Linked DNA regions of Mustela erminea: region 1 is linked to region 2. Evidence: chromatin contacts called from public Hi-C data. All regions are on one chromosome and are shown on one strand. Each heading gives the region's core, a stretch centred on a gene start, on an enhancer-like site or on the middle of the called end of the contact. The rest is flanking DNA. Distances are from core to core; before and after follow the strand shown.

Region 1 (6,511 bases), core at 3,281-5,780, 210 kb before region 2:
TACACACATATCATGACCCAGCAAACCCACTTCGTGGTCTGAGAAACTCATAGACAAGCACACATACAAGGAGTTTCGCTGCATTTTGCAATACAGAAAAGTTCACGCAACTTAAACTCTCAATAGATAAATACATTGTGACCATATATTTGTACACTGAGATCCAGGTCAATCAAAATGAACAAATTATAATCACACATACCAATACATATAAAATTAAAAAAATAATGACAGGAAACAAATTAGAATGTATGTTAATCTGTTAGATTAGTTACATCTAACTAGATGCAACATAATCCATTGATAAGAGAAAAAAGGTATGATTTTACTTTATCCAGTTCATGTTTTTTTTTAAGACTTGGTACAAATATGACAGAAGCCTACCTTTTGCTAAGTACAAATGTTTATTGTAGTGTTCTCTGTATTTCCTTCTTTAAAAACTTTATAATTTAAAAATTTTAAAAGATTCAATCAATATTACTCTAGAGATAAAATCTCAAATTTTATGAAATTATTGGTTAATTAATTTTAAGACATTTTGGTATCTCATAAAGTCCAGAGTGATGTAAGATAGGTAATACATTTCATAGTAACAGAAATGTTCATTTCATATACGTTATATATATATATTTTATATATGTTATGTATATGTATATATACACACATTAATAGCAAAATTATAGAAGTATATTTTTTTAAGTAATTTTTTTTTAAGATTTTATTTATTTATCAGAGAGAGAGAGGGAGAGAGAGTGAGCACAGGCAGACAGAATGGCAGGCAGAGGCAGAGGGAGAAGCAGGCTCCCTGCTGAGCAAGGAGCCCGATGTGGGACTCGATCCCAGGACGCTGGGATCATGACCTGAGCTGAAGGCAGCTGCTTAACCAACTGAGCCACCCAGGCGTCCCTAGAAGTATATTTTTTAAAAGCCATTTCAAGTTTTAAAAGTGTGTTTGCATATAGTAAGCTTTTAAGTATTCAGTTCTCTACATCGTTAATATACAGTTGGATCAGCTTTTTTTTGTCATGCTTGTTTCTGTTCTCTTACCATTTTTACATTAAAACTGGTGTGAGGGGCTCCTGGGTGGCTCAGTCAGTTAAGTGTCTGACTCTTGATTTTGGTTCAGGTCATGATCTGAGGATTGTAGACTGAGCCCCACATCGGGCTCTACGTTCAGAATGGATTGTGTTTGAGATTCTCTCTCTCCCTTTCCTTCCGCCCCTCCCCCTGTGCTCTCTTTCTCTCTAATCATCTTTTTTAAAAATTAAAAAAAAAATAGCGTGAAAGGGCTTTTTATTAAAAAGTGAATCTAAAGCATTTTGGCTTACTTTTCTAAAAATTTAAGTGTAAAAAGTCTTTCCTGGTTGGTTTTTTATTTAGAATATCCATTAAAGGAGCACCAGGGTGGCTCAGTTGTTGAGCATCTGCTTTGGCTCAGGTCATGATCCCAGTGTCCTGGGATCAGGCCCCACATCAGGCTCTCTGGTTAGGAGGCTGCTTCTCCCTCTCCAGCTCCCTCTGCTCGTGCTCCCTCTCTCGCTGTCTCTGTCATAAATAAATAAAATCTTAAAAAAAAAAAACCACACCCACTCAGAAGACACTTGCCACATTAAATAGCACTGACTACCTTTTCAAAGCCACTGCCCTCAAAGACCACACCTCACCTTGAAAATGAATTGACCGGACTTATTAGAGTCCCCTAATTATTGTGCTTTAAATTTCATCCTGAAGAACTCTGTGTACTCTAAGTGTTAAATGAACTAAGGATTGCCCTGAAACTACCAGTCAGCCAGAATGACTGACAACTTTTTTCACTGTGTGATGAGAACATCACATTAAATATTTGTTGAATAAAGAATGAAAATCAGAGTAAAGAGATCTTTCCCTTAGGAATTAGGTTATATTGTTTCTCTGGGTTCTCGATCTAACTATATTTGTGATTGTTTAAAGTACCCTTTTATTTTATCTATTTTTTAGAAGATTTTTATTTATTTGTGACAGAGAAAGCGAGACACAGAGCAGGAACAGGTAGAGGGACAGAGGGAGAAGCAGACTCCCCACTGAGCAGGGAGCCTACAGAGGGGCTCGATCCCAGGACTCTGGGATCCTGACCTGAGCAAAAGGCAGATGCTTAACTGACTGAGCCACCCAGGAGCCCCTGAATTTCCCTTTTAAAACCAATGAACCAAGTCACATAAAAGGGAGAAGCGAACTCAGCTGGGAATCGGGGCTCATGACATCAGTTCTGCTACTAACATAGCTGTCTGGGCTTGACAACTTCTATGGCTTTCCAGGCCTCAGCACCTTCATCTTTAAACTGTGAATTCATAACCAGATACTTTTTAATGTTTCATTTACTTTCATGATTCCTAACTGGAGGGCTGGAGCAATTTTGAATAAATGAGACGTAAAAGACTTTTCTATCCAACTAAAGGGCCAAGCTAGACATTTTGTCTTGACAACTCTTTCTCTTCATGTGTATTACCGACTATTTAGCACTGTGCCCGGCAAATATCAGTGGTAAATGAAAATGTTAGTCTATTCTCCCCAAAATGTTCCTTACAATTTCCCTCTTCCTCATTCTTATTTTTGTTGTCCTAATTCAGGCCATTAGCATCTTTTTCATGAACTACTGCATTTTCTCCTAATCCACCATGCTTTTCATTTCTCTGTACCCCTTTCACCTCCAACATTTCCAGGGTATCCTTCCTCAAGCCCTGATTTTAGGGGTTAAAGTCTAACCTAAACAGGAAGTCCAATATCTTCCTCAATCTGGTTTTCTTATTTTTCCAGTTTAATCTTTTTACCAACTTCGTTCTTCCCTCCTATCTTTAGACATCCAGTCTCCCCTCCTCCAGACAAGGCAAAGAAGTTGCCTTGTTAAATCGGTCATGTGTTTCCCCCATTTTGTGCTTTGGGCCACACTGTCTCTGCTCCACATGTCTGCTCCCCTTCTCCTTCAAGTGAAACCTATTTATTTTTTCATTCCTGTTCAAATATCACTTTTTTAAAGATTTTATTTACTTATTTGAGAGAGAGAGAGAGAGCAAGCATGAACAAGGAAGAGAGGGAGAAGGACAAGCAGCCGTCCTCACACATCACCCTTATTGAAAGTGTCTCTGAATACACTGGGAGAAAATTTCTCCCTCCCTCACCTGGAATCCTCTCCTAGGACTTTTACACAACTGTATTTCAGAACCTACCTTGACTCATACTTAGTGCTGCCCTCTCTACTTTCACTGTTATGTCATGTGCTAATTTATTTATCCATCCATCCACTCATCGGTTATTAAAGATCTGCTACTCACCAAGCACGTTGTTAGAATGCAGGCGTGAGGGGCGCCTGGGTGGCTTAGTGGGTTAAGCCTCTGCCTTCAGCTCTGGTCATGATCCCAGGGTCCTGGAATGGAACCCAGCATTGGGCTCTCTGCTTGGTGGGGAGCCTGCTTCCTCCTGTCTGCTGGCTGCTCTGCCTACTTCTGATCTGTCAAATAAATAGGATACAAAAAAAAAAAAAGAATGTAGGCATGAGCTGTGAAAATGGATTCCAGTTTTCAAGCAAGTGTACTGTCTATGTGGAGAGGCAACTTTAAATAAATTTTAATCTGCAAAATAGAATATTAAGTGCTGTGGTAGGGTATGGTCTGCAGAGGATACTCTGGAAGAAAAGAGGAGAAAAATCTTATGGCACAGGTGGGTAGAGATTATGCCCAGAGAATTTCCCTGGCCGGAGGAATTAATTTATTAACAATCCAGAGTCTAACCTAGCATTAAAGCTCAGTGAATGTTCTTAAATACACTTTGTCCCGGAATGCACGAAGGCTTGTTGTCGCCAGTGTGTTTGATAAGGGCTGTGAGCAGTGAAGATACTTCAGAGATCTGAAGAAATTATGAACACAGTACCCAGCATTTCCACCGCACCAGACTTCCCCAAGGAAAATGTTCTGCACACACTGAAGGCAGGTATATTAACTGCACATAACTCCTCTAATAAAGACAAATGGTTGCCTCCAAGGGGTCCCCCCGCGAGCTGAGCCCACTCAGACAAACAGCCCCGGGCACTCATAGCGGTTCAGGGGGTGACAGCCCCAGAGCCGGGCAGCCTGGCCTCCTCGGAGGCTCGCCGCCCTCTGCGCGCCGCTCCAGGAGACGCCCCGAGTTACTGCGGGCTTGACTCCCTCTCCTCGGAAGTGCAGACGCAGGATGTGGCAACCGTCCGGTTCCGGGAACGCTGGGGGTTCGCCGCTTTCCTTCACTTTGGGCCTCCCGGTAAACTCCGCAGCAGCCCCGCCCAATGCCCGGGAACCGCGTCCTCCGCGCAGACTCCCCGTTGCTAGGTAACCAAGCTCCCGCACACACGTCTCCGCGGGTCGGGAGTCGCCACCGCCTCCCAGCCGGGCGCTCCAATCAGGGACCGGCATGTCTGTCACGTGGCCCGCGGGGGCGGGCCCAGGAGAGTCGGGCGCTAGGTCCGGCGCTAGGAGCCGCCTCCCCGCCCCACGGAACCCGCGGTCCCGCCGCCCCGCCCCCGGAGCCCGAGGCACGCCGCGGGGGAGGCTGGGGAGCGCTCGGGCCGTGCTCGCGCCGCCGCCGCGCCCGCATCAGCACCTCCCGCTGTTCGCAGCTGCGGTCGCCGCCTTTTCCAGGTAAGGGGCCGCGGGGCGCCGGGGGAAAGGGGGGCTGGCGCAGGCGTGAAGAGGGGTCTTGGAGGCGGCGTGGCGTCGCGGGAGCGGGCGTGTCACCGCGCCCGTGAGGATAGCAGAGCGCGTGCTGCACGCCCTCCCGGGCTTTGCGCACGACAGCCCGATGCGTGACTCCCCGGAGTTTTAGGGTCACGCACCTGATGATCACGAGGCACAAGCAGCAGCCAGCGTGTGTCTGGACACCTGAGCTGCCCCTGCACTGTGAACTGACCATTATTCTGATTTTTAAGGTAATTAAGTATATGCATGTCCGGAGTCCGGACTGTATGCCCGCCGGGCACCTGTGTGTAGATTTCCCACCCTCTGGGAGATGGTCTTACTAGGTTGTACCGAGAAGGCTTTGAGTGAGACGGAAGTGGGTACCAGAAAAGGACAGTATTGAAGGTGAGAGCAATAGTGTTTGGTAAATCATAAAAAATACAGTCTTTCCTGTTTTTCCACACCCTCCCAGATTTTTGTCTGCAAATATTAAAAGGAGCCAAACTTAAGATGACTTTTACTCTTTTAAAAGCAATGGATGTGAATGAAATGTAGTGACCACTTTGTGTACCACTTGTGTTTGTAACTTCTCCTGGCTGATTGACTGATGGCAGTCTTGAACGAGGGCTTGAAGAGAGAGTGACCGTTTCTGAATCTTGCACTGAGCATTTCGGGAACACCCCTGAGAGGAACGCGTTTTCCCTCCCAGGTTTTATAACCAAAGTTAGAAGTCCTTCTTGAATAGTTTAAGTAACCTCAGGTTACTTTAAAAACCTTTAGGTTTTCTCTACAGAGTAAATTCTGTAGAAAATTTAAATTTAAAGTTTAAAATTCGGTGAATTTATAAAATTCTCTTTAGGTATCCCTATCTCTCTCTCACAGATGTGTCTCCAGGAATGGTCTCATCAGTAGTGAGAGAATAATCTCCCCGTGATTATCATACAACACAACAGGTTTGGGATATTCTCACTACCCTGCTTGGGGGGAGCTGATGCTGGGCTTATGGTGATTACAACCACTATGGAAAAAGCACTTTTTTTTTTTTAAGATTTTACTTATTTATTTGACAGACGGAGATCACAAGTAGGCAGAGAGGCAGGCAGAGAGAGGGGAAAGGAGGCTCCCTGCTGAGCAGAGAGCCTGATGCGGGACTTGATCCCAGGACCCCGAGATCTTGACCTGAGCTGAACGCAGCGGCTTAACCCACTGAGCCACTCAGGCGCCCGAAAAAACACTTTTTAATGTCCTTTTGAGATTCTGTCTCACTGGCTTAAGTATGCAAGAAAATGGGCATAGTTATGTCTTATCTGTATGAAGGCAGGAATCTGAGCCAAGTGGTCTGACAGTCTTTACTGTTCTGTGATCTAAAATTAAAGTAGAAATTAAGTGACTATGAAAAATTGTCAGTTAACTCAAAATTTTGGGAAATAGTAAATACTTTACTGTATTGTTTATAGTTTGATGGCACAAATGCTAGTTTTAAGTCATCATTAAGAGCTCTTGAGATGTCTTCTCAATTGGAATAAACCAATGGTCTGTTTCAAAGGGCACACAAGGAAAGAAAAATCCTCATTCATTCATTCATTCATTCGTTCCCTCTGAACAGCCCAAAATATAATGGGCACTGTATTTATTTCTTATATGCAACATAAAAAACATGTATTTTAAGTGAGCTCCGTTAACTTTATACTAAAATGGCTCTTTGAATGTTATTATATAGATTTGATTTTTTCTCCTGTGCTAGTATTTATAAAAATATGTAAAGAACTGTGGGTATCTGTGGAGAAAAAAAATCAAGTATATTTACTCGAAAGTTTAAAAGTTCTTCA
Region 2 (7,017 bases), core at 1,262-3,761:
GTGTAAAAGCAGAAAACTGGTAAGATCAAGCGTAAGTAGAAACTCAAGGTCAAGACGTGTCCGTGTGAGTTAAGAGCACATATAGGACCTGCCACAGGCACCGGGAAACTGAAAGGAGAAGAGAATCTGAAAACCAGGTACAATAAATGCAAAGCATGATAGGTCAAAATGTTTAAGCAGTACACCATCTTGAACAAAACACAGAGCACAATCATAAGACTTAGCATAAAAAAAGTTACTGCTCTTACTATTCCTCATAGAGAATAGAATGGGCTAAATTTTCTTAGATTTTGGTAGAAATCCTTAAGGCCATTTTTATATTAAAATTTATGAAACGGGAGATAGTCCTTGTGTTAGGGTTCCCCAAGAACCCTTCAGGTTGGTGATTTGCTGTGTAAAGACTCACAGGACTTAGAATACAGTCACACCCACAGCCAAGGTTTATTGCAGTAAAAGGATTACAAAGTGAAATCAGTAAAGGGAAAATGTGCACAGGAAGAAGTCTGGAGGAAACCAGGGAAGCTTCAAAGACTTCTCTCCCGCTGGAATCGCAGTGCATGTGCTTAATTCCTAGGAAGCATTAGATTCAGTGCCAAGGGTTTGCACTTGGGAAGGGTTGTATAGACCCCGTCTGCCATTCCAAACTTCCAGAAGGAAAGCAGGTGTTTGGCATAAACCACATTGTTTCAATTAACAGTTTCGGTGCAGGGAGTCACTTTAATCATTTAGGAAAAGTTTTATATCAGTGCAGGGAACTGTTTACTGCCAATTTCCTAGGGCCTGGGGGCGACAGTGAACACCGTGCTGTCGTGGGCAAACTGGCTCTTTGCCTTCTTGCTGAGCGCTGAGTGTGAAAGTGGAACTCGTCTTCGGCTGCTTCATCAGCCCTGCCTTCAGAGGCAGGATGCCGAAGGGCAAATCTTGCAAGCAGGTACCTCTAAGGATAGAAGTCTCAGACCTGTTATGTTAACCCTTCTACACAGTTCCCTTAACTATTTTCCCCTTTTATTTCCATTCCAGAAACAGCTGGCTCTGTTTGCCAGTGGGTATCTAGAAACATTTCTAGAATAAGGGTTATTTAGTGCTCGCTTCGGCAGCACATATACTAGAATAAGGGTTATTCAAATGAGTTAAGGAAGGAAATAAACCTCACCAGGCATGGCCTGAATTTTCAGATCTTACTTATCCTAGAGCTTCAGTGGTCTGAATGTATTATAATAGGGTAATTCCCCAAAGCCAACCTTGAGGCTGATTACTCAGGTGGGACTAGCATGCCCAGGATGTATGTGGGTTCTCCAGTGACCAGATGTTTACCATGGCCATGTACAAGATATAGTTTCAACCATGCATCTCTGAGTGAATTGGAGGAGGCCAGAAAGAGCAAGGATAATTAGGTTCTTCAACTAAGAAAATGCCAAAAGCTTCACTAACATTCTCTCACTTTCCTAGAAGCATAGGGTCTAGGTGATGTGAGCAGAGAAGTTGGACATTAACTGCCTAAACCATTAGAAGAATCCCAGCAAATTTGGATGTCTTTGATTGTCTAGGGAACATGGAAGGGCCCCCTTGATCTTCATTTTCCTTGGGAGAGTGTGGTATAGATCCTCAGGAACCAATGGTCCCTGGTATAATTTCTGATAACCCTCAAGGATGGTCAGTGGACTAGTCTGGCATGTCATGAGGAGCAGGCAGCAGTCACCAAATGAGCTACCTTTTCATGCAGGCAAATAGTCAAGTACACAGGAGGACCAAAGGCATTGGACTGAATGGCCAGATTCAAAAACTAAGTCTGAAGACAGGAGGGCCCAGGGAATAAAGAACCAGAGTGCAAAGCCAAGACGTGAGGCCATCATGTGTTGATGGCTTGCTAATTTAAAACTTCTCTACATTGTGCTGTATAGCAATTCCATAGCAATTATCTCCTTTGATCCTAAAAACCCAGTGAAACCATTCTTTTAGTTATTAGAAATGCCCCATTAAATGCAAATATTCAAATTTGGTAGCATCAATTTTAAAATAGGTTTAGTCTGTAGTTGGAAGGCGAAGCATTAGTAGGAACTGGACTAAGGCTGGACGTGGAAAGTAAAGGAAAGGCAAACTGGTTTTGGGGACCTGGAAGGCCTTTCTCCCTGCCCCATACCCTCCAAAAAACTGTTCCAACTTTGACCAGATTTGACAAAGGGAAAGAGTTATGTGAAGTGCTGCTTCCATATGCGACGCCTCAGAATACATTCCAAACTACCTGGCCTTGCTGCCGGATTTAAGTGCAAATTAATAAGACAGTAGCGCTGAAGAAGCCTCGGGGCTGACCACCATGCTGAAGGACCAAGAAACCGGGGTAGGCGAGCCTGGGGGGCCGGAGGAGAGGAAGCTAGGGCAGGGGGCGGGCCTTCCGCGGAGAAACCCCACCCCTCCTTGCTCGTCGCTGATTGGTGGCGGCGATAGGCCGGGAGGGTGGGTGTGTCCGGGGAGGCGGGTGCGCGCGCGCTCGCCGGCGTTGGAGGACCGGAAAGGAGGCGGGGCCGTGGCGGCGCGCGCTCCCGGGACGCGCGCGGCGCAGGCGGCGCGGATCGCAGGGAGCCGGTCCGGGGCCGGAGCGGGGTCCCTGGTGTGCGTGCGGAACGGGGCTCCCGGGAGACGGTCGCGATGAACACGGTGCTGTCGCGGGCGAACTCGCTGTTCGCCTTCTCGCTGAGCGTGATGGCGGCGCTCACCTTCGGCTGCTTCATCACCACTGCCTTCAAAGACAGGAGCGTCCCGGTGCGGCTGCACGTCTCGCGGATCATGCTGTGAGTGCGGCGGAGGCCCGGCCGGCGGGGCGGGGCGCCTGGACCGGGCCGGGGTGGGCGCCGAGGCCGGGCCGCCGCGGGCAGGGCGTCCGCGCCGCCCCGGGGGACCCCTCCCCCCGCCCCGCCGCTCCTCCGCGGCCGGCGCCCTCGAGGACGGACGCCCCGGTGGACGTCGCGGCTTCCCGGCTTCCCCTCGAACTCCCACCCCTCCGCCGCGAATTCCCGGGCTTGCTCTTAAATTTTAATTTTGAGTGTTCCTCAGGCCGGTGCCTCCGCTTCCTTCCTGTTCCTCACTTCCCCCGCCCGCGCCGGCCAATGAGGGAGCAACACAACAGCGGAGCCGCGCCGCCGCCCGCCCGCCGGCTCCCGGGCCGGCTCCCCGCTCCCCGCTCCCGGCTCCGCTCCCCGGCCCCGCGCCTCCGGCTCCGCGCCCCCGCTCCCCGGTCCGCTCCCCGCTCCCCGGCCCCGCGCCCCCGCGCCCCGCTCCCCGCTCCTCGCCGGCCGCCGCGCCTCGGCGCTGCCCTCTCAGACCGGACTCGGCCCCGCGTGCGGGCCTTCCGCGGTTCTCGCCCGGCCGCCTTCGCGGGGCTGTGGGGGGCTGCCTCCCTCGGGGGCTCTGCCTTCGTGGGGGCGCTGCCTCCTTCCGGGCGGCGCGGACTCGCAGCCGCTTTGAAGTTGGCGGGAGAGTGAGCGACAGCCCCGCTCTCGGGTCCGCGCCGCGGCCGGTTGAAGATCCGCGGGCTGAAGACCTCTGCGAAAATGCCCCAAATGGGATTTATTTCAGAATGACGTTGTCATTTCCATATGCCGGCTTTATGTCGCCTCGGTCATTTGTGTTCGCCGGCACGTTTTTTGATACGTAGGTGTTTTTTTTTTTTTTCCTTTTTCTTTCCCCCCCCCCCCACCCCGTTCTCAGATCTTCTCTGTTCCATCTCGCATCAGGTTCACTCGTTCTTCAGCCGTAGTTTTCTAGACGTCTTAGTCGGAGTCTCCGACGAGCCAGTCATCGAAGAGCTCCTCTGCTGTGCAATGCCGCTTCCAGATGCCACCCCCGCCCTGCACACCTTTCCCCCTCCTGCTGCTTGCGGGATACCGGGTTTTAGGTTCAAGTAGACGCCGGCACTTTTTGCTGTTGTTAATCTTGAGCAAGTTTCTTATCGTCCTGGGCCTTAATTTCCTTTTAAGAATAGAAATAATACCCAAGTCGTAGGCTTGTTGTGAGGATTATTTGACATAATTACGAAAAATTCACTGTTGGGCCTCCCAGACACACAGGAAGCACTCGGTAAATACAGCAGCACTTACCATTCGTCTTCATTTTCCCGCACCCCTGTGACCTTCCGCCACCAGACTCACTGACAGCAGGTGTTCACACTCCCTTGGAGCAGTTTTCACACTCTGCCCCCTATTTTGCTGGGGATTCTCTTTTAAGGTTTATGCTGTAGCTACAGACCTAATTTTTATACAGGATTAAAAGTTTTATCCTCTTTTCCCACTTGTAAGTTTCTCTGATTTTTTACTTCTTGCTGTTCCACCTGTGCCTCCAAGCTCCTGTGTTTCACTTTAGGGAACTGAGTGAATTGTATGTGCTGTTATGTTTGAAGAATGGTAAAACTTTTGTCTTTATTTTTAGAAAAAATGTAGAAGACTTCACTGGACCTAGAGAAAGAAGTGATCTGGGATTCATTACATTTGATATAACTGCTGATATCCTTTAAGAAAATATTTTATTGCCTTCTCTGTACTGGTATAATGATATACGTTTTGTTTAGTGATTTGGGGGGAGGTACAGTAGTCTCACTATCCCCTGAATCAGTCAGACTTTAGAAGTTTCTATAGGTGTATTTCCATTAGTAAAATAGTTTTAATATCTCCTCATTCACACTTGAGAAAATTTATTTATGGATTCTTCAGTTATTATTTTGTGAACAGATTTTAAAACTTTTCACAGAAACGTTAAACAGATTGAAAGCTTGAAGAGAGTTTGAATATTTCAGAAAGAAAAAAATAGAATCAGGTCGATTGGATTATAGAAAGAGAACTGTTAGCAGTGCTCAGCCTTCTTAGATTGATTATTTTATGTACAATACCAAGTAATATATCCATATTTCATGATAGCAGAGAGAAACATATGTTAAAAAAGTTAATTGTCATCTGTTAAGGTTTAGAAGTTCAATATCAGTATGGTTATTTGCAAACCATATTAGAATTTTGCCGTTATGGTTTTTTTAATAAGTACTTTTATAATGAGAGTCAAGAGAAATCTTAACGTTTATAAGAGTTACTTTAAAATGGGAATGATTTAATCTTTTTCTTTTGAATTTCCACCATTTGATAACTGTCCATTTTGGCCAATGTAATCTTTTATGGTCTTAGATTAATATGTTGGCAGCATTGTTCTCTGCCATCTCGTCTGATCACACCTACCTTTTTAAGACCTCAGGATTAAAATTGGCTATGGTGATTGCACTGTCCGGACTTCTGTAAAGCCACTGTCTCAACAGTCGGAGCAGATGACGAACCCGGGGAGTTTACCTGATAGGGCTCTTGACTGCCATGGAATTACTTTAACTTGATTTTTTAGAAATAAAGTGTTGGGTTTAGAAGTAGACTAGAAATTAGTTCTCTAGGCACTTTGTGAGGAGATAGTGTAACTGTCAGAAGAGGCCTATGGGAAACTTGGTATATCAGCTTTTAAGTTTTTGTGTCATTTTAAAACAGTCTGGTAAGAGGGAGTTTGGATCTCTTCCGTAAAGTAACTTTATCTGGAGAATTACAGTGAAATTTCCTGACATCTCAATTATTGTACTTACATATTCTCAATCTCATCATTTGTAGTTTTTCTTAATGCTGCTGCTAAGACTTGAAATTGGGCCTTTTTTTTGTAAAGAGCTATTCTTAGACTTCAGTTCTAAAAGCAGAGTATAATGACCATGTTGCTGTCAGTATGTATAAAGGCGTGTAATAAAATGACTTAGCCATTTACATATGATACTTAATAAAATCCAGACACTTAATTCATTTCATTTTGCAGTAACACCGGTCTTGTAATTAATCATTGTGAATATTTTTTTGCACTCTGGTAAGCTGAGGAAATCGGATTGACGTTCAGCTGCATATTCTTACCAAAGCACTTTGTGGACTGAGACATTTTGATCTCCGTTGGCATGGGCTCAAAAGCAACATGAACATTTATTATATTTCGTTTAATTACATGAGCTGATTCATGTTTGTCTGTCAGTAAATTTAAACTATGATGATTGGTTATACTTTAGAACTTCCATGGAATTGAATATGCATCAAAGATTAAATCTTCTTTGTTTTAGACTTGGCTAATGTTACAGAAAGCTAAATTTTGTATTGTTCTGTTACTTTCTTATTAAATCATGGTTAGAGGCACAGGGGAATGATGCTAATAATCTCACTGACACATTTTTTTTATTTTGAAATGAGATTTTATAATCTATTTGTCTTTTTTGTGTTTTTATTAAACTAGTGTCTCAGTATGTTTCTGAGCCACCTCTCTTTTTTCTATTTTAGTATTAGTATTGCTGTGGATAATTAAGAATAAGATTGATTTAGAAGTTGTTTGCTGCTTTATGATTTTTATATTCCTTAATTTGTTTACATCTAGAGAATATATTTGATTGGAATGTTAAGCAATTGTTTCTTTATTTATCAGCAGAATATTCAACTAAAAATAATGTAAGTATATATATATATATAGAGAGAGAGATGTATTTTAATAATCCTTAAAATCTCATTCTTTATGAAAGGATATAAATCTTACATATTCAAAATATCTGACATGAGTCGTTCAGTAAAAATCCTAAGCCTCTGGAGAGGTGACTACTAAGAAAACATCCCTTGGTTGGTAGCCTTTTATTTTTTCTGTTACTATAGCTGTCTAGTATTCTTGTCCCCAGAATGCGGTGCATGCAGGGTAATCTGTAGGTATATAAGGAACATCATTAAGAGCTACTATTTTTTCCCTTACAGAGTTAGGAGGACTTGCCAGTTGTTCAGTTCATTAACTTTTCACTTGATGTTAAGATGGAGTGGCAACTGCCAAGCTCCTGATCTGTACTGGAAATGAGAACTCTAGCTATATGTTTTTTGTTTAAAAATAAAAGGGAAAGAAGCCAAACTGTATGAGTACTTGCAATATGGACTGACGTTCATATGCTCAGCCCCGTGGTCAGACGGTCGCATGTCTCCGACAGCATGC

The links. Hi-C and Micro-C count contacts between places; a contact is called where the count stands out from the background.
Region 1: a Hi-C map of spleen shows a contact between it and region 2, with 2.7 times the contacts expected there. The contact joins the promoter of WDR17 here to the promoter of SPCS3 in region 2. A contact is called at or near these places in 2 of 3 Hi-C or Micro-C datasets (skeletal muscle and spleen).

Annotation. Positions count from the first base shown.
Region 1 is chr21:33,081,421-33,087,931 of mMusErm1.Pri, reverse strand. It overlaps WDR17 (WD repeat-containing protein 17), which reads left to right and starts at 4,530. Exons shown (of 32, transcript XM_032329119.1): 1 at 4,530-4,646; 2 at 5,565-5,635. LOC116581633 (a long non-coding RNA gene) reads right to left here and starts at 3,356. Exons shown (of 3, transcript XR_004282142.1): 1 at 3,309-3,356.
Region 2 is chr21:32,870,882-32,877,898 of mMusErm1.Pri, reverse strand. It overlaps SPCS3 (signal peptidase complex subunit 3), which reads left to right and starts at 2,511. Exons shown (of 5, transcript XM_032328953.1): 1 at 2,511-2,789; 2 at 4,423-4,496; 3 at 6,418-6,494. The coding sequence starts at 2,647.